2 separate regions of the Manis pentadactyla genome follow, and region 1 is linked to region 2. A link is a contact called in public Hi-C data. All regions are on one chromosome and are shown on one strand. The core of a region is the stretch at or near the end of the contact, and the rest is flanking DNA. Distances in the headings are between cores, read along the strand shown. Region 1 holds the start of MCRS1 (microspherule protein 1). Region 2 holds the start of C1QL4 (complement C1q like 4).

What was found. A called contact is a pair of places that touch in the nucleus more often than the background predicts.
Region 1: a contact with region 2 is called in a Hi-C map of fibroblasts, with 2.1 times the contacts expected there. The contact joins the promoter of MCRS1 here to the promoter of C1QL4 in region 2. A contact is called at or near these places in 2 of 3 Hi-C or Micro-C datasets (fibroblasts and skin fibroblasts).

What each region holds. Positions count from the first base shown.
Region 1 is chr10:32,321,487-32,324,785 of mManPen7.hap1, reverse strand. It overlaps MCRS1 (microspherule protein 1), which reads left to right and starts at 1,821. Exons shown (of 15, transcript XM_036891218.2): 1 at 1,821-2,259.
Region 2 is chr10:32,096,056-32,099,152 of mManPen7.hap1, reverse strand. C1QL4 (complement C1q like 4) reads left to right here and starts at 1,464. Exons shown (of 2, transcript XR_008991957.1): 1 at 1,464-1,601. DNAJC22 (DnaJ heat shock protein family (Hsp40) member C22) reads right to left here. Exons shown (of 3, transcript XM_036891322.2): 1 at 2,959-3,097; 2 at 1,329-2,275; 3 at 1-362. The coding sequence starts at 2,168. The coding sequence ends at 177.

The DNA of each region.
Region 1 (3,299 bases), core at 572-3,071, 230 kb before region 2:
CATATCCCATATCCAGTCCATCAGCAAGTCCTTATGGTTCTACCTCCAAAATACACATCAAAGTCACTATTTCTGTCTATCTTCACTGCCCCCATAACCCGGTTAAACTACCTGGGTTTACCTCTCACGTGGATTGCTGCTATAGCCTCTTACCTGATCTACTTCCTCTTTTACAATCCTTTCTTGAAGAGCAGTCAGAAGGATCATTTAAAAAATTAACTGGGTCTTTGCTTGCACTCATTTAAGAGCTTTCCAATGCATTAATAAAGGCCAAAATCCATACTATGAACTACAAGGGCTAATGTGACCTGCCCCTGGTGACTTCCCTCTTCTCATCTCCTTCTGTCTTTTTCTTGATCATCTTGCTGAAGCCACATTGGGCTCCCTCCTGTTCCTCAAACTCACCACTCTTTTCTGCACTGGAGCTATGCTGTCCTCTCTGACTAGGTCATCTCACTCCAGCTCTTCACATGACTGGTATCTAATGAACTGCTAAATCTCGCCTTAATTGTTATCTCCTTAGAGACTTCCCTGATAACTCTCATCTAGTATAGATACTATCCTTTATCTAGTATAGTTCATCACACCTTTTATCAGAAAGCTCACAATCTTTCAGGAGAGATAAAATAACTTAGTACTCATTAAGCAAGATCAGAGGACAGTAAACGAGGTGGGGACTCCTGAAGCAGAGAGCCATCGTACACTGTCAGGGCCAGAAGGGTTAGCCTACCATCTAACACTTGAATCTCCTGGCAATGTCCTGGTGGTGTGCTTGACACCTCCATCAAAGGGACCTAACTGCTGGACATCTTGGAATTGGATCTTTCTTACTCCGAGCTGCAGTATGTTTCTCTGGATCTACTACACTTTTGTTCCCCTCCAAGGGAAAAGAAAACAATTAGAAACTGTCTTTTAGAGGACAGTCTTTCTGGTTTCCCAGGGCAGCTCTCACACCCCCAAACTACCAACTTTTCCTGTTGGCTTGTTCTCCTATCCCAAGACTCCCTCCAGGGTACTCTTCTCTGAAGGTGCTTCCATTGGTCCCCCAGCTGCCTCCAGCAGTCCAGCTAGGGCTGGGCTGACTGGACCAACTGGGCACGCCTTCTTCTCCAAGGGCCTCTAACTTCTAGGAAAGTGGCACATGACCCACCATCCATTCATTAGACATCAACCTCCCTGCCCCTTCTGTACACCACAACTCCAGCTGGAACCAGCTCAAAGTCATTGCCCCAAATTGTGCATAGTACAGGGCCTGACGCAACAGTGGTTCTCTAAATCCCCCGTGGAATAAAACAGTATGTAAAATAAAGAAAAGCTGACCACCATATTGGGACCAGCAAAAAGATTTCCAAGGCCTAAGTATTGAAAGTTTCATTAACTCTGGGTGTCTCAAATGGCTACCCTTGAAAACTTAAAACTTTCTAACTCTATAATGCCATTAATTAAAACCACGTTAAAAGCTAAACAAAGTATGTATCAACACATCTGTTCTCCTTTGCTGTTTGGATATCCTCCTGGTTTGCCTTTTCCCTTAATGCCCCTTTGGTGCCAAGATGTGTATTAACTCCAATCCTTTTAAGCATTGCAGATTTTATGTAAATGGTTGTACCCCCCTTTTGAAATTCTTTCTTGTCTATCTCCCCAAGGACAGAAAAACCTTTGTATGACTTGGACCTCTTGAAACATTTCTTCTATTCATAGGAGTTAATGCTTCAGGATTATAAATTCTCAGCCAGGCTCAAATTAAAATTCCATCTTTATTTCAAGGTGACTTAAGTGAATTTTCCATCGACAAATGCAATACTGGTCTTGGGAAACTATGAAAGCCTCCTGTGTCTCCGGTAATTTGGAAGTCAAAATAGAGTCAGCGGTAGGGCCCCACCCTCGAGCCCGCCCCTCCGAGTCACCTCGCCTCGCCCCGCTCTGTCTCGCCCTTCAGTTAATCCCACCCCAAGTCTTCTCCTTTCCCTTTAATCACGCCATTCAACCTGGGCAACTCCCTGGTTTCCTATAAGCGTTGGTGTTTTCCTATACGTTGTTCCCAATGGGAGAGCCTTTAATTCGGGCTATTATCTAAACGGTAACACAGGCACAGCCATGGCCACGCCCCCTCCACACGTTGCCGGAGAGAACCGGAAGAGATTGCGCAGCCCCTAGTTCGTAGACCCGGAAGTAGACGTACCTCACGGAAGCCGGCTTTGGCCCTGCGGCTGCTGCCGTCGCCGCGGAGAAATTGTTGGAGCTGGAAGCCCAGGAATGGTGAGACCTTGCGGTTCGCCTCTGAGGGTTCTGAGCAGAGTTGGGGGTGAAATGGAGTTTCTCAGAGTGGTGCCCGGAACGACCCCCCACAAGATTTGGGGCCCCGCCCCGTAGCGCCCCGAAAATCTGCGCATGCGTGGGCAGGACCGGGCTAGAAGATGGTCCGAGATGTTACGCATGCGCAAAGGTGGCATGCCCAAGAGCGGGTGAGAATTGGAAGTTGACTCCCTGTCGCCCGCCACCAGCACGTGGGGATAAACCAAGGTTGCGGGAGCATCGGGGGTTCACTCGGTGCTTTGCTTTTGAGTTTCAGGGCTGACTTCGTCACCCCTCCTATTACGAGCCCCTGAAACATACCTGGACTAAACCCTCACCTTGGGTGTGCCCTCGGGGGAGGACGAGGGGCGCGGAGCGAAGGGGTCGCAGGCCCTACCTCAGTCGGCCCGCGGAATCGGGCCCTTCATCCTCTTTCCAGCCCTATCCTGTCCCGCGGCGCGGAAAGCGCAGAGAGCCGCCCTATTCTGAGGGGGCAGAACCCTCAAGCAGAGCACTCCCGAGTCCCTGTTACCTGTGTTCTCCCGGGGTTAGGAGCAGGTCCCCCAGGGCGGTTGATAATTCGCTCAGTTTCTGAGCCGCATTTTTTAGCTTCCACAGTGTATTCCCCCATTAAATCTTCAACTAAAGCTGCAAATGGGAAAAAAAAAAAAAAAGGACTGGTTGGAGTTCTAGCTCCCTTTCCTTTTCCCTGCATTGGCCTGAGAGGGGAAGGGTGTTGCTACTGATTGAGGGCAGCTGATGAAAAGGAAAAGTGAGCCAAGAATCACTTGTTACTGGTTAGCTTATAGTCAAGGCCTTTAACCTAGAGGTTATGAGTAATTATGGTGTCCCTTGAACTCCCTAAAATGGTATGTGTTTGTACATTTTTCTGGAGTCCATAGCTTTTATTATATTCTCAAAGATGTCAGTGACCTTCAAAAGGCTACTGATTTTATCAGGGCCATATTGGCAGAATAGAGCTTTGTGTCTTTCCTTCTTGTGTC
Region 2 (3,097 bases), core at 215-2,714:
AAAGCATAAATACATTGTTCCAACACAATGACTTTCTTGCCTCATGAAAGGTTTTCTCATCTCCACTGCCAGCAGTTTCTTTAACACTGTTGGGATGCCCCAGATGGGCAATGCTGGGCTGGGACAAGCTACCCAACTCTACCAGGAAGAGTCCATTCTCAAAGGGAAGTTTCTTCTCACTTCCAGAATCCCCTGGGCTTTCTGGGCTGACTCAGGACTTCATATGCAGCTTTGATCTCCAGGAAGTGCCTCTGAGCCTCCTCTGTCCGGTGCCGGTTGTGGTCAGGGTGCCAGATCTTCACTAGCTCCCTGTATCGCCGATGGATTTCCTCTTTTGTTGCCCCCTCTGGGAGGCCCAAAATCTTAGGGAAACAGAAGCTGACAAATTAGAATCTCATAAATTGGTAAACTGTCAGGGCACTCTGGACTCTCCCTGTTCCCTTGCTAATCAGACTGTGGTATCTCTGGAACTGGCTTCTATTTGCCCATGGGAAAGGCCCAGAGCCAGATTAGAACTATAGCCTTTTGAAACATGGGCAACCTCTGGATCTCATAGCAAGAATCAGGATTTGCCTTTAATCACAGCTGCCCATTTTCCAACCTGGAGCTTTGTATCCCTGACAAGATCACCACCTTACAACAGAAATAAGCATACATGTCCACCAAAGACATGTACAAGAGTATTCATGGAAGCTGTATTTGGAATAGCCCCAAACTAGAAACAACAAGTGTTTATGAACAATAGAATGGATAGATAAACTGTGGTATATTCATACAATGTGATACTATACAACAGTAAAAAGAAAAGAATTTACAATTGCATGCAACAGTATGAATAAATCTCACAAAAATATAATGTTGAAAGAAAGAAGTCAGATACAAAAGAGTACACACTGAATGATAACATTTATGTGAAGTTCAAGAATGGGCAAGACTACTCTATAGTAATAGAAGTCAGAATATAGACCGCCTCCAAGGAAAGTTTAGATTAGGAAGGAGCAAGAGGAACATTTTTAGTGCTGGAAATATTCCATAGCTTGGTCTGAGTGCTGGATACCTAGGTATGTACATAAAACTAGTACACTTTATATATGTTATACCTCATTAAAAAGTAAACAATACACAGGTATCTTTTTCCCACTCACTATCAGAGCTTCTGCATCTTCATCCATTGCACACAGAAGCCCAAAGAAGAGAGGACACCCTCCTGGGGCCTGACCCAGCAGACATGAAAACAATACTACTACATAATGGGCACCAACTCCAGTAAGGCTTAGCCTAACAACCCAAGCCATCCCAGACAGGAATGGGAGGGGCAAAGGCCTCACCTGGTTAGCCAGCTGATGTTTCTCATCCTGAAAAGTCCGGACAAATTCATACAGCTTCTCCCACTCCTGGAAGTAGCTGCAGCTGAAGCCAGGATCCCCCACCAGTAGCCTCCCGACCCGGTAAGGCAGAAGGAGGACAGACTCCATGAGGCAGCCAAGTAGGGGAAAGAAGCTGAACCAGCTCAAGATGGAGCCAAGGGTCTCAGCCACAAAGCTGAGGGTGGCAGCTGTATTGCAGAGGGCGCTGTAGGCTAGCGGGCCGGTGAAAGCAAGGTAAGCCAAGCCCAGGCGGTAGAGCCTCACACTGAGCTTCTCTGGCCCACCTGAAGCTTTGTATCGGCGATGCATCTGGGCTGTCATGCTGGCAGCCAAGCTGATGGGCAGGATGGCTATGGGACAGCCATAGAAGAGAGGAGAAGTAAGAAATGCTGCCCCTAGAGTGTTCTTAAAGTCTGAGGTCTGGTTGCCAACAGCAGCCACCAACAACACCCCTAATCCAACCGCCAGTGGGAGGCCCACTATATAGAAGTTGGCCATGAAAGAAAGGCTAATGAGAGCCATGAGGCCAAAGTAGATGCCCACTATCATCTGGGCAGCAAAGCGAATGGGACTCACAGGAGGTGTCCCCTCTCCTGAGCTCTGCCTCTGCCCCTGGGCTCTGTTGGCCTGAGCTACAAAGCTTGGGAGCTTCCAGAATTCCCAGAGCCAGCCCAGCCCACCACCACCCAGGGTAAGCATCCAGAGCAGTGCATGACTGTCCCGCCCCAGGTACAGGTGGTGGAGCCCAGCAGGGCCCCCTACAGCCCAGAGGGCATAGGTCACCAGGAGCCCCTTGGCCATCCTCTAGGGAAAGGGTCTCAGAACAAGTCCAGTGGCACCTGACATTTCTCAGTGTAGAAATCTGGGGTCCCCTGTGAGAATCATGGCCCCAGAGTTATCCTTAGACCCTAAGAGATGGAAAAAGGCAATTGTTAAGACTATATCCAGGTCAACACAATAACCATTTCTTTTCCAATAACCATCAAGGGCAGATCTTCCTGAGTGTCCCTGAAATGCTAGTTCTCCCATACCCTTCAGTCTAGCACTCATTTCTGTTTTTTTGTTTTGTTTTCTTACAATGACTCCGAATTAGGGGAGTGTGTTTCAAATGCTTTCAGTTGAGTAACTGAGAACTCAGCACACAGACAAAAAGCAGAAGCTTAAATTTCAGACCATTGATCTGCAGGAGTGAACAGGAGTGCGTACAGGGTCTTTCTAAAGTTCCTACACATTTTGAAAGTACCCAGTCCCTCCCCACATCACCCCCAACTCCGACTGTGGCTGCCCTCAGACACTTGGCCAAGGCTTTAGGCCGTCTCCAGCCTTCCCAACTCTCCCAGCCACAGAAACTTCCACACATCAAACCTGAAAGAGGTCCTGAATTCTCTCCATTTAAACCGCTCGGGAAAACTACTTTTTGACCTAGATTCCGCCACTACACACAGTTCAACCACCTCTTCCACGGCAGACTTGGAAAGTCTCTCCAGGGCGGCTAGATAACTCCCCAGAATACCAAGGCAGTTGCCAAAGCGTGTCTGCCAGTCTGTCCCCACCGACCACCAGCCAGTACCCAGACCACGAGCGGCTGTACCTGGGTACCCCGGCTTCCAGACCCGGTCAGACCAGTCATTTCCCCTGACTAGACAGTCAAGATGGCCCTTCTCACTCAGCTTCCATTTCCATCCAAATGAACTTTGTCTTTCTCTGTTTGCTGTGTCACGGCAGTCGGA